Regions from separate parts of the Mus musculus genome. Here all the other regions are linked to region 2. A link is a contact called in public HiChIP or PLAC-seq and promoter capture Hi-C data. All regions are on one chromosome and are shown on one strand. The core of a region is the stretch at or near the end of the contact, and the rest is flanking DNA. Distances in the headings are between cores, read along the strand shown. Region 1 holds the start of Mtmr6 (myotubularin related protein 6). Region 2 holds the start of Rcbtb1 (regulator of chromosome condensation (RCC1) and BTB (POZ) domain containing protein 1). Region 3 has its middle 14 kb from the start of Lats2.

Region 1 (3,624 bases), core at 921-3,420, 1.1 Mb before region 2:
AGTTCTGGGATTAAAGGCGTGCGCCACCACGCCTAGCCTAAAACATATTTTTATGCAATTAAATATGTTTGGGAGAAGAGTATACATAATAAAAACAAAAACTTGGTTATGTTCAAAGCAATTCTGTAAGACTACACTTTTTCCAAACCATAATTTAAGGAAACAGTAGAGTCTATATAACAATTATCAGACTACAGTGTGAGGTTCATGATGCTCTTGTGTGGGATGCCAGTGTCAGTCAAGTGTGTACATGCTAGTTCCCAGCAAACCTCGGTTCCACTATAGTCTATATACACCCACTTAAGACTTCTCTAGAGAAACGCCTCCTTGCCACAACAGTGACACAAAATAACAAAGGCAGTCCCTTAAGAAGCAACTTCAGTTGGAAACCAACTGGAAATCTCTTAACCATTAAAAAAAGACATAAAAGGTCAGATCTAAAAGGTGAGCAAAAAGCAGCCTTACCTAACAGCAGCATGGGCCTACCAGGAAGACAGTAAGGTTTAATCAGGAACAACCTTCAAGATCATAAAAATGACAGCTATACACCCCAAAGGCCAGATCGGTTCTTCATAAACTGACGGAGGTCATTTTGTAACTAATGAAGGGAATCATCTAGATTTTCCCACCAGTGCTCACTTAGTGATCAGGGTGTTTTTAGTTCACTGGATTCTGTTTGCTTTCACTGATGTGTGTGTGTGTGTGTGTGTGTGTGTGAGAGAGAGAGAGAGAGAGAGAGAGAGAGAGATTCTCAGCAGCAAACAAGCAATGAGGTTCAGAGTAGAAGGCAGTTTCTGAGCCGACAGCTGTTAGGGCCCTGTGACAGGGACAAGAAGGGCTCCCATGCTCACTCTCATTCTCTTCCCTGCCTTAGCACCCTCTGCTGTACATCGAATCATCCTCCCATTTTCAAATTTTAAATGTCAGCAACTTAAACGTTCCTTCTCTTTAAATAAATAAATAAAATCTGCCAAGCAGTGGTGGTGCACACCTTTAATCCCTGCACTTGGAATCAAAGGAGGATAGCTCTCTGTAAATTCAAGGCCAGCCTAGTCTACAGTGCAAGTTCCAGGACAGCCAGAGCTACACAGAGAAACCTTGTCTCAAAAAAACCAAAATTTTGGAAGAGGAGCACCTCCACATTTCCTACAAATAGTATAGGCAAACTCCAAAATAAATCCTAACAAAAATTCATGTTATGTTATCCATAACATCAAGGACTGTGAAGCGTTTTAAAGAATAATGAAGAAAAAAATGCAGTTTATTCCCAAATGACCTGTAACTTTAAGACCTTTAGGACAGACAGTAAGTGACAGTTAAGGCTCTGGCAAAGCCCAGAGAGGTGTTTTTCCTCATCTTAAAAGGTCATTCACGCCCTTTGATCTCCATTTCTGTTTTGGCCCTTTCTGAGGCTGAAGTTTGGCCATTCTCTGAATTCTTCTCACACAGAAAAATTAAGCACGGACTTGACAAACAAGCTCAGTTATAGGAAAGTTCCATGGACCTTTTACAATATGACACAGCCTTTCTTTCCCCTTCTGCATAACTGCTGTCAAGTTGGCTCCCTACACTTAAGACAATGCCTAAAGTTGGAAGCACAGAAGTATCAACTCTAAGTGTCTGGAGAACTAGAAAAGTGAGTGGCCTCGGATGCGCTAATATTTGCACCGCGGAAAAGAGCGGGCGGGGCACTTAAACCAGAGCAAGACTGGTTCAAGAACAGCACAGCACTGATGGATAACTGGACCCACCAGCCTGGGGGCGAGCCAGGCGGCGATCGGCCGAAATCCCCCAAAGTAAAAAGCAGCCCCAGTCTTGTCCAAAAGAGCAAAGCTCGCTGGGCGGCCACCGTTTGCCGACTCCCCAAGCACCTCCTGCCAAGGCGCCTGCGCTGTCCACACGGCCTCCGCACCCCCAAACTGCCGGCCCTCAACGGAGGCCCCGCACCCCCAAACTGCCCGTCCGCCTCTGCCCAATGGACCCCGGCAGCTGCGAGGATCTCCCGCCGACTACCTTGGTTGTCCGGATGTGCTCCATCCCGGGGCGACGCCCGCAGGCAGCTGGCCTCAGGAGAGCACCATCGGGAGAGAAACGGGGCGGTGACAGCCACCCGCAGGAACTCCCTCAACCCGGCAGCGTCAGCCACCCCCGCCGCCGGTGGCACTGCGCAGGCGTCATCTGAGAGCTCTGTCGCCTAGAAACACTTCCGCAAATCTTAGCTTCAGAGGGGATCCTGACAGCCGGCTGAGTGTCGCCCATAGAGAGCGTATGCTAGCTGGGCCACATGCATGGCCTGTTGTACAGCGCCCTCTCTGATGGAGGACTGGTATTGCCCCGGCCAACCAAGCTAACCCACATGTTCAGCTAGACAAGGATCAGCAAGAGGGACTAGAAGCTTTTTCTAGGTTTAAAGATATTCCTTTTCCTGACCAAAAGGAATTTTCCAGTGAGTGCGAGACTGGATACCTCTAAATTCCAGGTTAAATTACATTTAGAAACTCATGGAGCACTGGGCTCCTGTAATGAACTATTAAATTCTATTATGATTATCAGTATTAAGTTTGAGTACATTTTGTATGGTCTTTGTTACCAAGGGGCAGGATATTACTCTTACAGGCTTATAGATAAGGCTGCACTTTAATTTAAGATGCTACATGAATGTCTTTTTTTAATTTGAAAGATATTGCTCAGGGTTGGAAAGATGGCTTATCTGTTAAGTTCTTTTTGTTTAAGTTTTTTTTTTTTGTTGTTTTTTTTTTTTTTTTTTTTTTTTGTATGTGAGTACACTGTAGCTGTACAGATGGTTGTGAGCCTTTATGTGGTTGTTGGGAATTGAATTTAGGGACCTCTGCTCGCTCTGGCCCAAAGATTTAATTATTGTTATAAATAAGTACACTGCAGTTGTCTTCAGACACATCAGAAGAAGACATCAGATCTCATTATGGATGGTTGTGAGCCACCATGTGGTTGCTGGGATTTGAACTCAAGTCCTTTGGAAGAGTGGTCAGTGCTGTTACACACTAAGCCATTTCAACAGCCCATCTGTTAAATTCTTATTAGAAACTTTTCTGATCTTTGTCTTTTGTAAATAAACAAAAATGGCTGGGATGGGCAGTTTGCCTTCCTAACGGGTAGCTGGTGTGCTCTCTCCTTGCTTCTCTGGCTGCCTCCTGCAAAAGACCTTTCAATTAAACCAACACTTTTAAACTGTTCATGGCAACCCTGGGGACCAGGAGCTGACCAAAACTTGATTAAAAACGCAGCCTATCTCTGGCTTTGCTTCTGGAATAAGCTTTGGGTCTCAAATCTCTACAACTGTACTTTGCTGTGTTCATGACAGTAACTGCCTCAGATCAGATTTCATCTACTATGTGTTATGAATTGTGGTGTCTTTACAGTTTGTACAAACATTGCTACTCTTATAGAAAGAGCAGTTTGATTACAGAAAGCAAAACTTTTCATATTTTCCTATTATTCCTTAGTATATATCAAATTAGTGTATCTTTGAATTGAGCTGTATCAGAAAAACATATCTATCTCTGTTCTACTCATAATTAAGTAGTAAAGATGTATGTGTACAAAAGAATTGTTTGTAAAAATAAATTTACCTTGTATGCTGGGGCA
Region 2 (3,762 bases), core at 723-3,222:
ATAGAAGGAAGTAAGTTTTATATTTAGTCAGTTACACAGTCTTCACTTTAATTTAGTATATTTCTCTGTGATATAAGATTTAAAAATGTGTCACCAAAGCATGCCACTAGTCAAGTTGACAAGAAGTTTGTGCTCAGGGTTCATTATTGGGACTCTCTGTCCCCACAACTTTTTCTCGTGTATCAAAAAGTTATCCCAGCTAACAGTTGGACACATGAAGTGTTCATGTTCACAAACTACAGACTTTCCTAACATCTTCAGAGGTTTCAGAAAAGACCTTCTCAAATGAACTCCAGTACGTGAGTGTGATAAAGTCTATCTACTACTCCCAGAATACAACAGTAGCCTAGTTATTTGAACTGATATTCAGTATCTAAATTCTAGAATCAAGCAGATTTTGGTAGCTTCAGTGCCCAAACTTTTGCTAGTGGCTTTTTCTTACAATCTGAAATCTTACTGTGGAAACTCTGGAACTCCTCAAATTTCCAAAGTATATAGAACTCACACTCTAAAATATAAGATGTTTTCTCTAGGTGTAAAATTACAGATTATGTACATTCTTCTTTATATTTATTTATATTTTCTAAATTTTTCTTCACTCTTAGCTTGTAAATGTTTTGCTTGTTATCAAGACAGGATTTCTCTGTGTAGCTCTGATGGTCCTGGAACTCGATCTGTAGACTTCTTATAAACCGTATATTGTGGCCTAGATATACTTGAAAACTTGAAATTTTTCGTCTATATTGTGAGCCAAATTACATAGTAGATTAATTAACTGACATGTTAGGAAATCTATTCTAGTTAAAGTCCAGCAGTTTTTATCACATCTCTGGATACATATAAGGTAATGTACTGTCTTAAAATTTTTTAACTATAGATCCTAGTTAAGAAAGAAAATGTATTTCAATGTCTTGTCAGGCCTGTAAACGCATGAAGGCCCAACCTTTGTTTCATATGCTTCCTTTTAAGTACCAAATGCAGAAAGAGCAATTCAATTGCATGACTCTCGGATAAAGACCCCAGACTTCTCACTTTCTGGTACACACAGGCACTCAGTTTAAAACCTTAGAACACAAAATTTAAGCTACGAGCTTCATAGCTTTGGTTTCCTGTATATGTTCTGAGATTCGTAGAACTTAACACTTCGGATCATAAGACTTAAAAATCACAGAAGAAACACTTCAAAGATTAACGCATCACTTCCTCTTCAATAGGCACAAAGAGGGGGAAAGGAAAAAAAAAAAAAAAAACCCGCCCCGAAGTACTGGTATTCACACAATGGAGTAAAACCCAGGCCACAGAAGAAGAGAACCTAAATCCTGTTGTGATTTAAATTGAAGTCAAAATTTAAAAGACACTCTAAACTCCCGTAAGGGTCCCGTAAGCATCATCTCATGCCTGCCAGCATTTCTTGCTTTTGATGCTACGCCCGCTACAGCGCACGCCAGTCTCAGAAACTCCGATTGTTTTGCCCACCACGAGCTTTAATCCTCGTAGCAGTAACGGGGCAGAGGCGAGGGAGACTATGAATGTTTCTAAAAGCAAGCTGTATTGTCTTATAAAACTGCAACCCTCGGCTTCGGCGCTCTGCAGCAGTCAGCCTCCCACCGCTAACCTGCGTGCTCCGGGTTCCTCCCCCGCAGGGCGGACAGCGCAGCTCCTCAGAGGCAGGCCGCGGGCAACGCCACGTACTCGGCTCGCCGCACACCTGGGGGAAGCGCCCGCAAGACGGAATCCGCGGGTGCCCGGTGCGGGGTGCGCGTCGCCGGGGAGTCGCGAACGCGCCTGGTGCGCACGGCCCTCGGGAGGGCGCGGACTCAGCAGCCAGCGGCCGAACAAGGCCCTGTCCGGCTCGCCTGCTCGCTCGCCCGCACCGCCGCCCTGCAGCGCTCTACCTGTCAGGCCGCCCGGCCAGGCCCTGACTCCGCTGCGCCGCCGCCGCCTTAGCCGTAGCCGGCTCCTCCCCCCCAAAACCGGGAGCGAGCACAAGCGCCCGGGCCGCCGGTCACGTGGGCGGGTCGCGTCACGTGACACCGGAGCGCCCCGCGCAGCGCGCGCCCTCTGTCTGCTCAGGTTCCCGCTCGGGTTTGGTTGTAGACCGGGCTGCTGGCGCAGCGCAGGGGCGCCGTAGTGGCTCCCGCGAGGACCGGAAGGCGAAGGCGTCCCAGGATGGCAGCAGAGCGTGGCCTTCCTCCCGCTCCGCCCATCCCAGGCCGCTGGTCTTCAGGACACGTGTCTCTGCCCGGTCCGAGGAAGGCCAGGACGCCTAGGTCAGGAGGGCAGAGGCAAGGCTGCTGAAAGCTCTCTCTCTGCCCAGAACTTTTCTTGTGTTAAGCGGGTACAACTGAGGTCCGGAAGGGAGCGGCCGCTTTGTGCTTTGTGCTTTGTGCGTCTATCAGAAGAAGCTTATCAGTTGTAAAGTCCCCTACCGCCCTAGGCTCTCCCATTTGGCACTAGAGACCAAAGTCTACACTTGGCACCCCAACATTCAAGCTATCTTGTTTAGACTCACCTTTCCCTTTTCAGGTCCCAGCGGTAAATACAAATCCCCTTTGTTTTCTGTTTACCACTAAGCAGATGCGGTCCAAAAACCTTTCTGTCAGCACATAGTAACTACAACGTGCTTCCCCCCTATAGAGAATTCTTGTTTCTCTTGAGTACTTTCGGTGGATTACATTTTTAAATATATATATATATACCTTAAATTGCTGTAGGCCTCTCAGGGTTTGTTCATTCTTTTGCCTTGATCTCAAATGTTCAGAATCACCATTTCCTTTCTCAAAGAAAAAACAGGAGGAAGAGGTTAAAAACAGATTTTACTTAGAAATTATTGCAATATAGAAATTGAGCCCTATTTTATACCCTAATGTTTCTTTCTGTTGTACTAGTCCCTGGGTAAAATCTGTTTTTACCAGTTTAATGACTCTGGCTCTGGTTTTTTTTTTTTTTTTCCTAACATTTCCCAAAATATTCATCGGTCTCTCATCTTTCAAAATTGAGGTCAGACACCATCTATTCTTCTTGCAGACTTAACATCTTCAGTTGTTGTAAAAGTTCATTGAGACAGCCTCAGCTACAACTACTCCTCTAGTTATAATACTACATACTCAAAACAGAAAATTCACAATGCAGGTAAATGTATTACTCTGCATCTAAGAGATTAAGTATCTATTGTTACCTGATCTCACATATTATGAACTCTTCATAACAGGGCTATATGGTCTTACTACAATAACTGAGAACTGACTAGACTCTCACTATCAGCCAATGGAAGAGCAACACCAAAAATATGGAAATTTGGTAGACTTGAGGGAGGATAGAAATGGAAAATTATGGGAACATAGGGAAGAAAGGAGTCCCTTACCACAGAGTCTTTCTGAAGCGTTTTGCAGCTGCAAATAGAGTACAATTAATGTTTGTGCTGAAGGTTGCCTACAGAGAGACAGTATTCCTTTTTTATGGAAATATTTTCTAGTAAGAAGGTTAGAATACCAATGAACTATAAGGTCTGAGTGTATCTGTCCTTAGAACACCACCTTACTTCTATCCCAGATGTTTTGTAGGATTCTTAAATGATAATCTTTCTGTGTGTCTCTGTCTGGTCTCTCTTTTGTCTCTCTCTGTCTCTCTGGTGAGACAGACTGTGTGTGTGTGTGTGTGTGTGTGTGTGTGTGTGTGTGTGTGAGAGAGAGAGAGAGAGAGAGAGAGAGAGAGAGAGGGAGAGACAGCACATGCAAATGTAGATGCATGCAGACTATGTGT
Region 3 (3,905 bases), core at 225-2,724, 1.4 Mb after region 2:
AACCCAAACCTTGGATTTGGGAAAACACAATCCACTTTCACAAAATCCAGTATTGCCTGGCTGGTCTCAAACTCCTGATCCTTCAACCCTGGCGTCCCAACTGCCATGCCCAATTCCCTGTTGTTTTATCTTAACTGTGTATTTTGGTTGCTTAGAAATGTTAAAGTTGCCAGGCGTGGTGGCCCACACCTTTAGTCCCAGCACTTGGGAGGCAGAGGCAGATGGACTTCTGAGTTTGAGGCCAGCCTGGTCTACAGAGTGAGTTCCAGGACAGCCAGGGCTACACAGAGAAACCCTGTCTCAAAAAACCAAACCAAACCAAACCAAACCAAACCAAACCAAACAAACAAACAAAGAAATGTTAAAGTTGTATGCATTTACCATTCAATTAGAAAACTTCAGGGTGGGGGTGGGGGTGGGGGTGGGAGGAAAACAGCAGTGAAGCCAAGCCCCAGAGGTTGAATACACTCTGCCTTTTCTTAGCGTTTGTCCTATTGCCATCAAGCACCCGGTAGTTTAGAGTTGCCTTCAACCAAATGTCAGTTAATTACACAGTCACGGAATCTCAGTACTTCACACTTATCCAATGCAGTTCAGTGAAGTGGATGGTGCTTCTGATAACACAATAGAAATTAGATACTCGGGTGAAATTATAGTTCTCTGAGGCTAATTTGGGGGTGTGATTTTTAAATGTGTTTCCAGGCCTCTGGACCTGTGTTTGAATGACTTGAGCTGTCCCAGCACTGACCCCGCATGAGGTCTGTGCTCCTTGCTGGCGTTCTCTCCACAGTAGCTCCATTCAAGCTGTAGGTTCCAACTGGGCCCTCAGTTACTGTGCGATGCCTTCTGGGCACTTGAACCTTTGTTTGTATTTTGCTCTGAGCTTCTTGGTGGGTTGCTCTATAAAAAGCATCTGTCATTATTTCTTTTCTGTGTGGGACTCCCCCTCTCCCCTCTTCAGCTTATTCCATTCACTCTGTTCCAGTTCAATGGATCCCTCTGGCTGACATTCAGTCCTCTCCGATCTGACTAAATGACTAAACACCTACCGAAACAAAGTCTTGCACCAGCAGAGGGTTCTGGCCATTGCCAGGAAGATAGCCACAGTGGCTCTCATTTGCTCAGTGGACCCAGGAAGGCAGGTTCAAATATGAAACCTAGTTTCAAGGGAGCCTGGGCACCAACCACTGTTTTGTCTGCTCTATTTTTTGACAACTTGTAGGTAATGACTTCATTGCAAATTAACGTTCAGTGAATGATCCATTGCAAATAGCTGCCAGGGAATTCTGGGGGCCTTACCCCTCATGCTGGCATGTGTCCTCAGTCAGCCCACTTGGCACAGACCACGATGCCTATTAGATAGGAGGGCTGTTTCCTGGAGAAAAAGGGCAAATTCCTCTCAGCATTCCTTGTGGTGTGAGGAATGGCTTCTCAGAAGGAAGGAATTGCAATCATCCGACCAGTTTGCTTCACCCAGAGTCTCAATTTCCTGACATTCTGCAAGTTTTTCAATGACACATACTGTGAGCATGTGCACTGGAGAAGTTGGGTGCTGCCCGAAGCATTCTGTAAACACCATGCTGTGGGAACTCCTGCCCAAAGGGACCCTGAGGTGTGAGTTCCCACACATGTGGATCATTTTAATGTAACCTAAGCTGGCCTTGAACTCACAATCTTCCTGCTTTGACCTCCTCAGCATTATAGAGATTCTAGGCCTACATTATCAGGCCTGGCTTGGACTGGACGACTCTTAGCAAAGTACAGGACAAGCAGAGGACTTGCTTGTCTTTGATCAGTTCAGCTAACGATACAATAATATAAACACAAACCTATCAAGGAAGGAAGGAAAGAATAAAGGAGAGAGGGAGGGAAGGAAGGAGGGAAGGAAGAAGGAAAGGCAGGAAAGAGGAAAAGGAGGAGGGAGGAAGAGAGGGAGGGAGAGAGGAACGGAAGGAAGGGAAGGAGGAACAGGAGGGGGTAAGAAGGAAAGGAAGGGAGGGAGGCAGGAAGGGAGTGACATAATGTTATGGGTTCCCAACAGGTCACATTGTGTATTTCTAGTCTAACCTGTGCGTCCTGTTTCCTATCTCTGCATACTAGTTATCCGTGAACCAGAACCCCAAATTTCAGATCCTCCACAACAGGGTTCTCCTCTTGCCAAACAAAATACTTGTCAGGACTAAAAATGGTTTAAAATTAACTCCCCAGCTGCAGTCGTGACGTTCAGTTGGTGGTGTTCCTTTCTAAGGCTCGGGAACTTCCATTCAAAGTCCCCAAATTCTTTAGCATTCCTTGGCATGTACAGCTTGTAGGATTTAATATAGCGTAATAGACTTATTTAAAAAAAAACTATTCAAAAGCTACAGGATGTTTGTTGTAACTGTGCCTTACTTAAAAATCACCAAAATTGCCCTTTTTTAGAGGCTGTGTTCATAACTTCCAAGAACACGAAGCTCTGGGCTGTAATTGGCAGCACATGGGCCATCGCCTTCTGTACAATTCCATTTCCTCCTTCAAACTTGCTGCTAATAATTTGATTCATAAGACTGACTATTCACGGAAAGTTTCTAACCTCCCTTCTAGAATGTTCTTTCAGCTCTCAATGCTAAGCTTCTCTTGGATGAACGGTTTACTCAACACCTACTCTCCACCAGGGGTTTCTAGCTTGACCTCTTGACACTAGAGACAGCTGTGGATCTCTGCTTTACAGATGAGAAAAACAACATCCTAGAAGCTAAGAACTTTGGTCACCATTCCACTACTGACTGGTTGTGTTGGCTCCAAAGCTGGGATGGGTGGTATCCTTCTAGACATGCCTGCCTCTCAGACTAAAGGTCAGATACCACATGCCTCCATCCAAGGTCAGGGCGGCTCTTATTGAAGAGGGTGGCAGGAAATTTTATATATATGTGTGTGTGTGTGTGTGTGTGTGTGTGTGTGTGTATGTATGTGTGTATATTTAATGTGTGTATGTGTGTATATATAGAAGAGGGCATCAGATCATATTATAGATGGTTTTAAGACACTATGTAGTTGCTGGGAATTGAACTCAGGACCCCTAAAAGCGAAGCCAGTACTCTTAACTGCTGAGTCATCTCTCGTCCAGGGAGGAAGTATTTAAAGGTGACATAAATGAGGTTGTTTTTTTTTGAGAAAAGAGAGAAAAGATTATTAAGAACAAAAGCCATACACGTGGAAGGCAAGGGTGCTGTTGTACAAATGAATCCTGGTATTCAGGAAGCTGGGGCAGTAGGGTTATCTTAAATTTGGGGCCAGTCTGGGCTACAAATTTATACTTTTGTCCCAAAAAGCCAAACCAAACAAACAAAAATCCATATGGAAAATGACAACTTTCTTGGGCAACTGACCTGACCATGAGCCCACACTACTGGCCTTATCGATCCTTCAGCAGCCTGCTCATTTCACCAACTGCATCACTCTCAACTCTGCCGCCTACTCTGGTGACCTCGCCATCATCCAGGTTCATTTCTACCCCTGCCCAAAAAAAGCATAGCCTCACAGCAAGTCCGGGCTGGAGGCAGGGACCCAGAGGAACAGAGGCACATGCCTCTCACAGCTGGCCTCCAAATGGATGCAAGAGTCCAGCAGCAGCTGGCAGAGGGGAAGGCCACTCACACCGGCTGGGCTTCCTAGACTCTCCATTTGTCCATTCCCTTTGTTCAGTCTGCTGGCTTGGCCCATGGCCCTAGAGAAGCTGCACCACCCACTTTTGCTCCTAAACTAGGCAGTTCTTCTAAGAAGTCATCTCCAGTCCCTCTGCTGCTGTCCCAGACAAGGTGACCTGGGGTCAACTGAGTTTGAGGGATGGAGGGAATAAGACTCCAGAAACACGCAAAGGCCTTCAGAAAGAAAGAATGGTGGGTCTAGTGTACACCATCACCAGA

Evidence for each region. Promoter capture Hi-C pulls out the DNA fragments that hold promoters and counts their contacts. HiChIP or PLAC-seq counts read pairs in DNA pulled down with a chosen protein or histone mark.
Region 1: a promoter capture Hi-C map of pre-B cells shows a contact between it and region 2, with 3 times the contacts expected there. The contact joins the promoter of Mtmr6 here to the promoter of Rcbtb1 in region 2. A contact is called at or near these places in 5 of 39 promoter capture datasets (the 3T3-L1 cell line, embryonic stem cells, liver and 2 more), 1 of 484 Hi-C or Micro-C datasets (CD4 T cells), 2 of 115 datasets of contacts at active chromatin or transcription factors (embryonic stem cells and thymic regulatory T cells) and 1 of 9 other capture datasets (adipose tissue).
Region 3: a FOXA1 HiChIP or PLAC-seq map of pancreatic cancer cells shows a contact between it and region 2. The contact joins the enhancer-like site here to the promoter of Rcbtb1 in region 2. A contact is called at or near these places in 3 of 39 promoter capture datasets (cranial neural crest, hippocampal neurons and maxillary cranial neural crest) and 4 of 115 datasets of contacts at active chromatin or transcription factors (embryonic forebrain, embryonic stem cells, extraembryonic endoderm stem cells and 1 more).

The regions. Positions count from the first base shown.
Region 1 is chr14:60,263,751-60,267,374 of GRCm38.p6, reverse strand. It overlaps Mtmr6 (myotubularin related protein 6), which reads right to left and starts at 2,170. Exons shown (of 14, transcript NM_144843.4): 1 at 2,014-2,170. The coding sequence starts at 2,037. Gm38641 (a long non-coding RNA gene) reads right to left here. Exons shown (of 3, transcript XR_874661.1): 3 at 3,468-3,624.
Region 2 is chr14:59,199,438-59,203,199 of GRCm38.p6, reverse strand. Rcbtb1 (regulator of chromosome condensation (RCC1) and BTB (POZ) domain containing protein 1) reads right to left here and starts at 1,972. Exons shown (of 12, transcript NM_027764.2): 1 at 1,616-1,972.
Region 3 is chr14:57,758,145-57,762,049 of GRCm38.p6, reverse strand. No RefSeq gene overlaps it. Among named protein-coding and RNA genes, the nearest start is that of Lats2, 14 kb to the right of the region's middle. Within about 2 kb of position 1,474, at least 58 of the 459 cell types and tissues checked have an H3K27ac peak or open chromatin away from gene starts, as enhancers often do. A contact at or near this core is called in pancreatic cancer cells, where this site is marked.